Linked DNA regions of Sus scrofa: region 2 is linked to region 1. The links are chromatin contacts, called in public HiChIP or PLAC-seq maps. All regions are on one chromosome and are shown on one strand. The core of a region is the stretch at or near the end of the contact, and the rest is flanking DNA. Distances in the headings are between cores, read along the strand shown. Region 1 holds the start of MTMR3 (myotubularin-related protein 3). Region 2 overlaps MTMR3 (myotubularin-related protein 3).

What was found. HiChIP or PLAC-seq counts read pairs in DNA pulled down with a chosen protein or histone mark.
Region 2: an H3K27ac HiChIP or PLAC-seq map of alveolar macrophages shows a contact between it and region 1. The contact joins the enhancer-like site here to the promoter of MTMR3 in region 1. A contact is called at or near these places in 2 of 5 promoter capture datasets (fetal liver and liver), 3 of 47 Hi-C or Micro-C datasets (embryonic fibroblasts, heart right ventricle and skeletal muscle) and 2 of 2 datasets of contacts at active chromatin or transcription factors (alveolar macrophages and skeletal muscle).

Annotation. Positions count from the first base shown.
Region 1 is chr14:46,870,932-46,877,697 of Sscrofa11.1, forward strand. It overlaps MTMR3 (myotubularin-related protein 3), which reads left to right and starts at 4,046. Exons shown (of 20, transcript XM_001926519.6): 1 at 4,046-4,306.
Region 2 is chr14:46,983,893-46,990,658 of Sscrofa11.1, forward strand. It overlaps MTMR3 (myotubularin-related protein 3), which reads left to right. Exons shown (of 20, transcript XM_001926519.6): 7 at 1,251-1,417. It also overlaps the pseudogene LOC110256676. Among named protein-coding and RNA genes, the nearest start is that of MTMR3, 110 kb to the left of the region's middle. Within about 2 kb of position 4,104, at least 4 of the 83 cell types and tissues checked have an H3K27ac peak or open chromatin away from gene starts, as enhancers often do. A contact at or near this core is called in alveolar macrophages, where this site is marked.

The sequences.
Region 1 (6,766 bases), core at 2,796-5,295:
GTCCTGAGCAGGTGGTTTCTCAAAATCTAAGAACTGCAGTTACCTCTGTCTGCTAGCTGGGTTAGGAGGCCAAGGAGACGCTGAAGAGTTATGACAGTTTGGGGGTAATCTTCACAAAGGGCTCACTGAAGGGGAAGTGACTTTTACTATTAAGCAGCAGGTTCTAGTGTTGGGAAGACTGCATTTTGGGGGCTTGAGGGATTCCTGCTTTACAGGGACCTTGTGTGACCTCGAGAAACCTCCATTAATCAACTTTTCCATCTGTTCTTAGACTACTTCAAAGAGTCCCTGAGCAGCTGGAAGAACATTTTCAGCTTTGAAGATAACAGGAGGTGGGGAAGGAGGCTGAAAGTGTAGCGGGAGGAGGGGAGGAAGGTCAGGGGGGTACAGGGGGCCTCATCACATGAGAAATAGGGCAGTGAGAAGACTTCACTGAGACTGGATGGATTTTCTCTTTTTTTCTTGACTAATCATACAAAGTTTAGGGCTTTGTCTTCAGCCAAAACCCACAAAGAATCCCACCCACTGGTTTGTCTTTTCACAGGTTACAAAGTTTTTCAAAGTCATTACTTTAAAGAATCCTTACATACTGCTGTGAGATGAACAGAGTAGGACCCCATACAGACTATGAGAAAACTGAGGCATAGAAAAAGTAATTAAGGAACAAGTATATGAAAGCACTAAAATTCAAATTTAAGTATTTAGACTCAGACTAGCTTTTTTTTCCATTGCTTCTTCTTAGGTCTTTCTCCTTGAAGTGAGTTTTCAATGCCATGCAGCACTTTTCTTTCTTATGTAGGGACAATTTACTAGGGTCTGCCATAACAGTAAGCAGGTGAGCAGCAGGGGGAGTGAGATGTAGTATGAAGTTAAAAAGCATGCTCAAGGAGTCCCATGGTGACTCAGCAGTAACGAATCTGACTAGTATCCATGAGGACACTGGTTCGATACCTGGCCTCACTCAGTGGGTTAAGCATCTGCTGTTGCCATGAACTGTGGTATAGGTTGAAGACGCAGCTTGGATACTGTGTTGACTGTGGCTGTGGCCAACAGCAGCTCTGATGTGACCCCTAGTCTGGGAACTTCCATATGCCACACATGTGGCCAAAAAAAAAAAAAAAAAAGCATGCTTTAGAATCAAATCATCTGGGTTCAAACCCTAAGCTTTACACCTCCTCGTGTTTAAAATGGGGGAGAGTAACAATACCTGCTCAGAGTATTCTTAAGATTACACCAGATATACATGTAAAGCACTCGTCTTAAGGGTCAACCCATGTTAGCTATTATGAGAGTAAGGATACGCAAATAGTGATTTCTATTTTTTTTTTTTTGGCTTTTTAGGGCTGCACCCGCGGCATATGGAGGTTCCCAGGCTAGGGGTCAAATCGGAGCTGTAGCTGCTGGGCTACGCCACAGCAACGCAGGATCCAAGCTGCTCTTCGACCACAGCTCACGGTAATGCCAGATCCTTAACCCACTGAGCAAGGCCAGGGATTGAACCTGCATCCTCATGGGTGCTAGTCAGATTTGTTAACAGTTGAGCTACAGCGAGAACTCCAAATATTGATTTTTGGGGGCACAAATTCCTCCCATGGTCCTTTATACTAGTGGAGGATTCCTTAGCCCAAGATGAAAGGCAAGTACAGTGTTACTCTCTTTAAAAAGAGGACAATGTGATACACCAAAAATCTACCCCTTTCGAATTCCTGGTTATCTGTGAGACTGGCTGAGTGAATGCCAACAGCCTATTGGCTGAATCTCTGCCCCAAGCCAACTGGCTGGGAGCTAGGCAGCCTATGAGGGGGCTCTCCTGGGGTCAGGTGCTAGCTTCCATCCAATCAGAGACCACCCACCTATGGGACCAACTCTTCCCCCTCACTTCTTCAGGCTTTGCCTGAGCAGAGGCATGGGTAGCTGGTCCTTAGGGGCCTGAACCTGATGGGAATCTGATTTTATGGGACAATAGGAGAAACAGGTGGGAAAACCTGTGTGAATGACAGATGTTTGTCATTCATCTGTTCTTAGTACTTACCATTTTCTCTTCATTCCATAAAGGCTATAATCATACAACAGTAAAAGGAAACCAAGACAGGAAAATATAAATAAAGGTGCAGAGTTGAGGCAGGAGGCAAAAAAAAAATTACTGTTAATTTGTGGATTTGAAGGACCAACAGTAGGTGACAATTGGGCTTCAAATTTAGCCTTGGGCTTTCTAAAGGAAGCCAAGGCCAAAACATACACAATGGGCTGCCTAATGCTAATTATCGGAAAGGAAGCACACCTGTATCTGCAGAGTTGTAGACAGAGTTTGTCGGCCTGCCACATCAGTAAACAAAGGATGTTGTGGCTATTATACCATCAACCATTGCAGCTGCAACCCTATGGTGCACCCTGAGGGGATCCAGGGTGGAAAAAGCAAGATACTGGCCCTACCTAGTTAAGGTACATATCAAAGGAATGATTTCAGTGAAGCCAGGCTCTTGCATCTTCCCATACAAAGAAAACTGCTAAATTCTTTAACTTGAGAGGTCTATTTTTTTCTTTAACAATAATCTCTTGATGTTCTGACTGACTACCTGGTTTTTGTTGTAAAAACGCCTAATAATCATAGGTCCTCCCTTACCTCTTTGGAACAATCCCTCAGAGCTATTGAAGAGGCTGACTTTCTGGCTCCACAAAACATCATCCTCAACTTAGGTTGTGCAATTTTTTGCACTTTCATTCAACAGAGTAAAGCAAAGCCTAATCTTGAACTCTAACATAATTTCTTCTTTTTTGTCTTTTGTCTTTTTAGGGCTGCACCCTCAGCCTATGGAGGTTCCCAGGCTAGGGGTCTAATCAGAGCTACAGCTGCCGGCCTACACCACAGCCACAGCAATGCCAGATCTGAGCCGCGTCTGCAACCTACACCACAGCTCATGGCAACGCCAGATCCTTAACCCACCGGGCAAGGCCAGGGATCAGATCCGAGCCGCAGTGGTGACCTATGCCACAGCTGCGGCAATGCTTAATCCTTAACCCACTGTGCTGGGCCAAGGATAGAACCTATGTTCTAGCACTCCCAAAATGCCGCAGATCCTATTGTGTCACAGCAGGAGCTCCTGGGTGAGAGCATATTTTTTATTGCTAATTGGATTTGGGTTTGATTTCTTTTTTTCCTAATTTTAGTGCAGCTTATTCTGGGCTTCAGTTTCTTCATCTGTAAAATGGTGATAATAACATTATCTATTCAAGCTGTGAAGATTCAGTTAGATAAGTTGTGTGAATATTAGCTATTAGTTAATCAGGAACTCATGACACTACTTATGAGCATTTCTAGGTGTTGGAGATAAAGTGATGAATAAAATAAACAAGATCCTTATCTTCAAGTAGCTTTTACATTGGAATGGGATAGAGAGCAGTAAACACAAAAAACAAATAATTGCAGAGAGTCTGTGGAAAAAGCAAAAAAAAAACAAATTCAAGGATAGATTTCATTTGACAGGTTCTTTCTACCATTTTCCAGAAAAGTCAAAGGTATAATGATAAAATACAACTCTGATGAGGTGAATCTGTTAGGGCTGGAGGTAATTCAGTCTCAGTACGTAGAATTATTCTACAAGGTATCATTACAATTTTTTTTTTTGTTAGTTTGTTTGAAAACTCAATTCTTCCAGCTGAGCTTGGTATAAGCAGCCTGAAATTGTATTCTGAGTATGACCTTGAGCGCACATACTTACTTGCATTACATTAAAATAGTTTCAGCCTCACCACAACTACAGGTGAAACGTATGTTGTACAGTAGAATAGATTCTACTGGCTAAGTAGATTGAGGAATTGTCTTGCCCGGGGCTACATAGGTAGGAAAAGATAACTCCCCAAACTCTGTGGGACCACCTTCGGTTTTCTTCTCCTTTCACTCCTCACCTGTTTCTGCTTTAGGTGGGCTCCTCTGCCAGGCCCTCGCCCAGCACCAGCATTTTGCAGGTTTGCAGCCCCTCCCGCCTCCTGGGGCGTGACCACCGGCTCAGGCCCCGCCCCTGCCCAATCCGTGATGGCCCGCCCTCTTTTCCCCGACCGACGGCTAAGGGCCTGAACGTGCGCGCGCGCCCTCGCTCGCCGACCAGCTTGGTGGCGTGAGCGCGCTCTGTGTGGCCGCTGCCGCCATGTTGTTGTGGTTGTGAGAAGGCGGTGGCGGCGGCGGAGGAGTATCCGGGCGAGGAGCTCCAGCGGCTCAGGCGCTGCCCCCCGCCGGCCCTGCCTGGGAGCCTTGTGGGGTGGCGGAGGAGGCCGTGCCGTGACGAGCTTCGCCATGTCCTGCTGCCCGGTAAGGAAACCTACACCGCCCCCCGCCCCCGTCTCCTCCGGGGGTGAGGAGGAGCTGGAGGAGGGGCCGGCCTGGTCCCCGGCGCGGCGGCTGTCACCCTCTGAGGAGGCGGCGGCCCTGAAGGGGCTGAGGACAGCGTGCGTGGCCCGGAGAGGGGTGGCCGGGGCGGAGGCTGCTGCCGCCAGAGGGAGGCGCGGACAGTGGGAGCGCAGCGGCCCTGTTCGGCGCGGGGGAGGCGGGGTCCGGCCAGGGCGGCCTTCCTGGACCTGGCGGGGACCGGCCCATGGGGCTAGGGGTGTGAGGCGCTACCCCGCAGCGTCCGGGGACATGGCCGCGGACCTCTGGGAGGTGAGTGTGCGTCCCTCACCCCGGAGCGAGTGTGTGGGAGTCCTCCGTGGCGCGAGGCCGGAGGTCGGGGGCCGACGGAGCCCCCGGGGCGAGCGGAGCGGCCCGGGACTTGTGGGAAGGAGGAGTGGCCGCCGACTGCAGCAGGGCATCCTCCTGACCTGGTAGTACTTGGGTGGGAAGGATGGTTCGGAGGCGGTTGAAGAGAGCGCAGCAATGTTGGTTAAATAGCGCCGCGAAAGATTACAGAGTTATTTATTGCTCGGGTGGAAATCGTGCGGCTAAGTGTATTGAATTGGGCTGCCCAGAACCCCTAAGATAATGTTGTTGGTTGTACTTTGGGCTGGATAACTTACCTCAAAATAATGGGATAAATTTTACGGCCACTTGCGTAAACTCCTCTGGGGCCTGATAATCTTACCTGTGAGTTTTGCACAGGTGAGTTTTGCGCATTAACTGATAGGTAATGATGTTCAGGTGTCTCTTCAAGGCTGCGGCCTAAATTCTTAAGTGTTTTAGTATCTTGACTTCTACTTTGTTATCTGCCAGTGTTTTTTCACAACGGGGAAAAGCGTGCATACTCTTGCAGTTGAGATTCAATTTGGCCATCGAAGCCTGGGTTGAATTACATGAGATTTTTTTTTTTTTAATGTAAAATATTTGTGATTTGTACCTAGAGAGGTATTGGGGACTTTCCCCATTCAGATTCATGTCCGTTTCAGTAGGGCAAGAAGACAAGACCCAGTTGGTTTTCCTTGGAGATCAAGTAAGGAAGGTGTGTGTTGGTGGCATGCAGAAAGTCTTCCCTTCTTAGGCCTGTGACTTGGGTGGGCAGAAAAGCTTAGAGAATGACACTGTTCTGAGTAAACCTAGTGTAGTATGTGGTATTAAACCACATTTGGAGGGTTCTGAAATTTTAGATTGGCTCCATGGGAAGGCTTCTTTCAGCTCTAATTACCTCCCTCATTTTTAGTTGGCCCACAGTTCGAGTAACCAGCACACTGGGGCAGTCCCACTTGTAGTTAGTTATTGGCACGCCATAGGAGAACCAAGTACTTCCCAGCTTGTAAGCCAGGTTTTTTGGTTACCTAATTAAATACCAGTTGTCAGAAATAGTATGGGCTATCTGAAATGCTGATTCCTGGGCCTCACACACCACCTGGTGAATTGAAATCTCTGAGGGTAGGGTGTGGGAATCCATCCTTAAAAGATCCCTGATGGATTCTGGTCAGCTAGGTTTGTGAACTTCTGCTTTAGGTCACCTTTGGTATTCCAAAAGATTCCCATTAGTTACAACTCTGAAGAGTGTTTTAAATTGTTCATAGAATTTGAGAGGTACCAAAGAGGGGGAAGCCTGAGAGCCTTAAAACTAAAACTTGGGAGTTCCCATTGTGGTGCAGCAGAAACGAAACCATGAGGTTGGAGGCTCGATCCCTGGCCTTGTTCAGTGGGTTAAGGATCTGGCGTTGCAGTGGGCTGTGGTGTAGGCTGGCAGCTGTAGCTCTGGTTCAACCCATAGCTGGGAACCTCCATATGCTGTGGGGTGCGGCCCTAAAAAGCAAAAAAAAAAAAAAAAAAAAAAACCCAAAACAACAAAAAACTAAAAATTGAGCTTCTCTGAAAATATAATGGATTTTCAGCAGCAGAAATCTACTTGAGATTTCTACTTGAGATCTACTTGATCTCAAGTAGATTTGTTGCCAGAAGTTATTTATGCAAGTCTTTAGGAACAAACTTGATAAAATTAGAGGCATATCCAGAGATACATTGAAGATTCCAGAGGAAAGTAGCAGAGAGGAAGAGGCAGTAAGTCTACTTCTGGTCCACAAAGAGGTCTAATGAAGGTGCTTCCCAACATCACGGTTGCTCTAAACCATCTGATTCAAGTTTCTAGTAAAGTAAGGGTAGGGCAGATAAATTAGTCATTTGAAACAAGGGTTGTGAACCAGGAAGGTTTACTGTGGATTGTGAGAAGTTCTTGAAATATGCCTAAGGCCATGAGGAGTGGTAAAGTCAGTTTTTAAATCTGTTGTAGTTCTGGTTAGCACCTTCTACGGTAAAGCAGAATGCTGAGTTACTAAAGAAAGTATTTATATTGCAGAGGGAGTATAGTGT
Region 2 (6,766 bases), core at 2,854-5,353, 110 kb after region 1:
CAATGTATTGCTTCTCATCAGATTTCTCCAATATTGACTTTATCTGATCTCATCTTTACTATAATGGATGAAAAGTGCTGCCTAAAATGTATTTTAAACTTAGTAGCTCTAGCAGTTTTTAATTCCCCAAGTGTTTGCTTTGTTTATTTGACCTATTCTAGAGTACCAGTAACCATGGTGTCTGGGCACATTGATGAGCCATACTGATTGGGACAAGGTTTTAAGATAAATATTTAAGTTGCTTTTTAGCTGTTGAGATTTGGCTCGCTTTTGATAGATACTGGTTATATCAGTTTAAAAAGCTTACTTATTAATTATTCAATTTTTGCATTTGAAAAGATAGAGTATTTTTTACACTAATTATTTTAACTGAGTTAGATATATGGAAAATTGCACTTGATAATAGAATTAATTAGTTCTCTACATGGTTTTAGCTGAAAATTTCAGTGTATCTTATTTTTGATCTGAAGTTGCTGATTTATTCTAATTGCATAAGATAAATTTTGAAATTATTCCCCAATTGGCCAAAAGTAGTACTGTGCTCCATTTCTGACCTTGGCATAATATGTTATACCAAGAAAAAAACAACTTCTTTAAACATACATATATATATATGTATATTTTAATTTAATTAATTTATTTATTTATTGGGGGGGTCTTTTTAGGGCCGCACTCACGGCATATGGAGGTTCCCAAGCTAGGAGTCAAATTGGAACTGTAGCTTCTGGCTTACGCAACAGCCCAGCAACCCGGGATCCAAGCCGTGTCTGTGACCTACACCACAGCTCACAGCAATGCCGGATGCTTAATCCACTTGAGCAAGGCCAGGGATCGAACCTGCATCCTCATGGATACTAGTCGGGTTTGTTAACCACTGACAGGAACTCCCATATTTTTTGAGAAGGCCCACTGTTAAGCTTTGGTGGAGGAAGTAGAATAAAACCCCATTCCTGGAAGAGAATGACTGCCATTTTTCTGTATTAGTTGTCATTCATCAAACTCAGAAGAGATTTTGTTAGTTTTAAAAAAATTTTTCCATATGTCCTGCCTTCTTTTTTGACATTTCGCACCATTGGCTAAAATTTGGGGGGCATGTTGTTATTATATATCATGAATAGGCCACCTGTAATGCTCTTTTGACTGTAGTTATCACCTCACTGTGAGTAAGCACTCTTGAAATGGTGGCATCCTTTAGGTTTCATTGTTCAATTGTCTTTTGATTACATTTTTACTTGTTTGGCTTTACAAAGGTGTCAGTTCTCAACCTTTGAGCAGTGTCAAGAGTGGCTTAAGAGACTGAACAATGCAATCCGACCACCTGCTAAAATAGAAGATCTCTTCTCATTTGCATACCATGCTTGGTGTATGGAAGTCTACGCCAGTGAAAAAGAGCAACATGGGGACCTGTGCAGACCAGGTAGGCCTCTCTAAAATGTGCAAACAGCGGCTTTATTAAATTACTGCTTGAGGAGATACCCTTAATGTGAAATGGGACTCCTAGGTATTCAAGTATTTAAGTAATGTACTTTTTATGGAGCACCTAGCATGTGCCTATCGTTTTTGTAAGCTCAATAGAAGATGTTCCTGACTTTTAGGGGAAGGAAAAATCACTAGACTTGGCATCTCAATTTAGTGGGCCTGACTAAAAACAACTAGAATACGGTTTGATGGGTGTTACAGAAGCCCAGTGGAAGGAAGCCACAAGCGTTGTATACATGTTTGTGAAAACTTCAGCTTAGGAGGTGGCTCTTGAGTAGGCCTGGAAGGTTGAGTATGAGTTCACTGATTACAGAATGGGGAAAAGGACTTTAGACAGAGCAAGTAGCATGAATAAAGGTACAGATGTGTGAGGTTAGACCACAGAATAATGGATTACAATATGGCCTTTCTATCTTTGAATTTTCAAGTCATAGATTACCTTTTTTCCACCCCTTTCATCTCATAGATGATGAAACAGAGGTCGAGAGGCCAAGTGACTTTCCTCAGGACAAATAAAGAGGTTGAGCCTATATTGGAGCCCAGGCTTCCTGACTCCTCCTGAAATCCTTGTCACACTCACTTTCTTGCTCCCTTAAAAATGGCTTTGACTAAGTTCATATTGTTTTTCTCTGTGTAGTTTCTATAAATCTTATGCTGCCATAAATAGAGCTTTGCTGGTCCAGCAGTGAATCTTGAATGTGTCCGGCTTGGAAGCAGCATCTTGAATTCCTAAACAGTGAAACATTGTGAGCTTCCTTCCAATAAAGTTTACTCTGGGGACTTTTTCCTTTATCCTCAATTTTCAGTCCTGAACCTTTAGTCTTAACAGTTCTGCTGTGGGTTATTTTAAATGCTGAAGGCTAATCTAGCTACTTTTGTATCATTTTGTTTCCTGGCTCCATTCCTGATTGAAGCTTTTTGGTTCATATATTTAATTAAAATATAGCAAACATTACACAGCATATTTTTAAAGATGCTTTAATACATACTTTTGTTGGACCCTCATGACCTTGTCAAACAGGCACGATAGGCTGGTGTTTCTATTTTGGGAGCCAAAGAAATGGAGACTCAAAGGTAAAGGTTTTTTGCCAAGTCTCACTGCTAGGCAGTGACAAAGCCAGGATTTAAACCCCATTCTCAGCTGTTGGGAGCTGACTGAGTGGGGTGCTGTGGATACAGAGATGGAAAACAGAGGTACCTGGCCCTTCTGGATCCTTAGGGAAAGTCAGGAATTCAAGCTTCCCACAAGCCTGATTGGCTGGTGGAACCCACAGTTGTTCACAGGAGTCATCCATGCCAACCTTGGAAGGTGATGAGAATGTGTCTAAACTGTTCCTCACTTCAGTCACCCATTGAATCTTTCTTTTTCCTTTTTTGTATGAGATACCACTGTTTTTTGCTTGTTTATAGCTCTTTTCAAGTTTTTTGAGTGTATAAAAAAGTAATATTTACGTACAATGAAATGCACAAATCTTACAAGCATATTTGCTGAATTTTTAACCATGAACATCTTATTTATTAGATTTTTAGTTTCTCCCATTTTCTAGGATAATGAAGTTAGCGACTGTATTTTGCTGTCTTAACATATGTTATTTGGGAACTTTGATTTGTTTAAGACTTTTAACTCCAAAAGGTGTTCACTAGTTTAGGGTTGCTAGTGTTTAGTTAAGGCTTGAATTTCTCCTTACCTGTTAACTCCCACAACCACTGAAAATTCAGACTGAAATTCCTCATCTCTTTAGATGATTCCTTATTTCCTTGATACTTTTAGTTTCTTTTAGGATTTGAGCCAACTCTTAGGATGTTCCTAAGATGTGTGCCGGGTCAGAATTTAACTCCTATCGATTAATTATAGATGGCTTTGTCCTGAGCTGAGATAACTTTGGTCCCCAGACCTTTCCCTTCTTAAAGATATCTGGTATTTTACCAAGACACACAGATATCCATAGTTTCCTGTCTTTTCATGGATTTGTGATGGATGGAAGCATTTGGGGTGTAAAATACTGATCTAGGAACTGGAAAACCTGAATTCAAATTTGTATATTGCCATTTAATTGAAAATATTCCTGGACAAGGCATTTATCCTCCCTGTACTTTAGTTTTTTTTGATCTTCAGAGTGGAATATTTTTGTTCTTCCTGCCCAAGCTGATGTGGGTATCTTGAAGATCAAATCTGTTAATGCTGGAGAGTTTAACTCATAAATGTTTCAGTGCCTTCTATGTGCCATGCTTGTGAACATTCATTTTGGAAATTATGAACATACAAGATGATGTCATTGTAACTGATTAGAACTTACTCTGAGTAAAGGTTGTATTTTGTTTCTTTTCAATATATATACCACACTGAATTTAACCTGGTACAACTCACATTCACTCTTATTGTACTTCAGTGACTTGGTTTGGGAGTGTGTATATGTACAGCTTTTGCCTTTTATGTATTTTCACTATGGAGTACAAAGGAAAACATTCTTAAAAAATACTGTGGTGGCATTTTGAAAGCAAGTCAACCTGGTTCTTCTGTCTCCACCCAATATTGTTGAGTGTTGGTGGCGGCTACAGCGTTACTCACCAATAATGAGCAGGCCAGACAACCACATTCTTACAAATCATCTTTCGGTGAGACAGCACTTGAGATATTTCAAAGTCATACTGTTGTATAATCTGCCTCAACACATGAGATCATAAGCATAGACTCTCATGGGTGGAAGTTCATTTAGTCTTTCAGAATTTAATGAAACCTTTTATGGATTCTTTTCTGCCTAGCCTGTTGAGAGCAGAATGTGTCAGAGAGGGGGAAAATGGGAAAATTACATCATTATCTTGTATTCATGTAAATCTTAGTTTCTGGCTGTTGACCCTGTCATAGTTAAGCCAACCATACTGTGGTCATAGCTCTTGGTCTTAATCTCCTTTGAAAGAAGTTTCTACATTGTTGTTGGAGTTATTGTTAAACTGTTGACTCTTTTATCTTTCTCTCAAACTCTTAAAAAGAATGGACTAAAGCTTAAAGCTTCTCTCCTATATGCTCGGCGTCCTTCTCATTTTAGCTGATTTCTTGGTGATTGGTCTGTACTTAAGCATTAATTTGGAGGTCTGACTGATAACTGGGAAATTCAGTTACTAGTTTAGAGAGGTTCAGACCCACTTCTCCTGTGACATGCCCAGTAAACACATCTTGCTTAACCATGAAGAGCATATGACTCTGGGTCTTATACTGTTGTGCAGCTGCCTGTTTAGTATAAAGTAAAGGCCCTTGCCACAGAGTCTGTTTTGTGAGTTTGAATGCAGTCCAGTAAATATACATCTAGATGACTGCACTGGGACCTTTGTTCATAGAAAAGAATGATTCTTCTCTGTATTTGAAAATCTGGGAGAGCTACTTCTCACCTTCTTTGGTACTATCTTTCTTCACATCCTGGTTAAGGGCCTGGCTCTTCAATCTGAGGCCTTTAAGCTGTATATAACTGAAGGCTTGAATACTCAGAACAACCCAGTGAGCTGGACTTTTGGGGGCAGAATTATTTTAGATTGCTGATTGACACTGTGGTTATGATAGAGCGACTTATTTCTTTAGAGCTTTCATTCCCATTGAAATAAGAATTGCTGGACTGTGTTTGTATTTGTAGTATAAGAATCACAATGTTGGAGTTCCCACTGTAGCTCAATAGGTTAAGGATCTGACATTGTCTGTGAGGATGTGGGTTCGATCCCTGGCCTTACTCAGTGGGTTAAGAATCTGGTGTTGCCACAAGCTGCCGTATAGGTTGGAGATGCAACTTGCATCTGGTGTTGCTCTGGCGTAGGCCACAGTTACGGCTTCAATTTGACCCCTGGCCCAGGAACTTCCATATGCTTCAGGTGTGGCAGTAGAAAGAAGAAAAAGCAAAAGAAATACAGTGTTAGAAGGGAACAAATCCTCATTTAGGGTTGGGGGAGGCACACAGGAAGGACTGAAAAGGAAACATAAAGCCAAACAAAACTTATGACCCTAATATTTAAAATAAAGTGAGATACTACAGCATATCTAATATTGAATCAGTGGAGACATGAGAATTCCGAAAGGAGAATTTCTTAAGGAAATCTAGCAATATATGTCCTTGGTATGCACTTTTCTGCAGAATAAACACAAGTGAACTTCTAACATATTTTGGCAAAAGCCAGCTGAATTTCTCATGTATGTAAGACCTAATGCTAAATTTGTTTTCTTATTGGCCACGTCTGTGGCTTGCAGAAGTTCCCAGGTCAGGGTTTGAACCTGTACCACAGCAGTGACAATGCCAGATCCTTAACCTGATGCATCACGAAAGAATTCTGAGCTGCTAATTTTTTTTCAAGCAGTGGTTTTCAAATTGGAGGTTGTGATCCATCAGTGGGTCATAAAATCAAAGTTTTAAAAAATGAAATATGAAATGAAACATTTAGAATAGAAAATATCTGGAGTTCTCGTCGTGGCTCAGTGGAAACGAATCTGACTAGCATCCATGAGGACGCAGGTTCAATCCCTGGCCTCACTCAGTGGGTTAAGGATCTGGCATTGCCATGAGCCATGGTGCAGATTGCAGACGTGGCTTGGATCCCTCATGGCTGTGATGTAGGCCAGCATCTATAGCTCCAATTCAACCCCCAGCCTGGGAAACTCCATGTGCTGCGGGTGCGGCCCTAAAAAGACCAAAAAAAAAAAAAAAAAAAGACTAGAAAACAACAATGTATCACACACTAGGGTGGGTATTGTTTTGTGAAACTCTTAAGATATAAAATGTTGTATTGAATTGTTATGTAAAACATTCTTATTATGGATTGTGATGGTCAGTTTGAGAAGTGGTGAAGGTATCACTTGGGAGGACACAAAGATAATTAAAACTCACTCTACATAGTAAACTGCCCAAGGAGGAGGAGGTGAGAGGAGGCTATTATTTTGCCAGCGATTATTTTAAAACTATAGGCTCCTCTATAGGGTATCAATGTTTAAGATAGAGATTACTAATGTAAATGACCATTAATTTAAGTACCTTTACCTTTTGCAAAGACTTGGAGCTTGGAAGTTGTCATGGTTTTATAGCTTTTATATTGGGACTCCCTGTCTAGTATTCTTCTTTTTTGAACAATCGAGTATCAATTTATTAAAAAGGTTGACTTAAGCATCTGCAGTAGTGACTTCAACCTAGGCTCCTGGCTCAGTGCTGACAAAAATGATCTGCTGAACAGTCTCAGAAGGACTGTGTAGGTCAGTGAGTCGTTGGTGGATCTTTATCAGAAAACGATCCCAAATCTCAGAACTTTTACTACA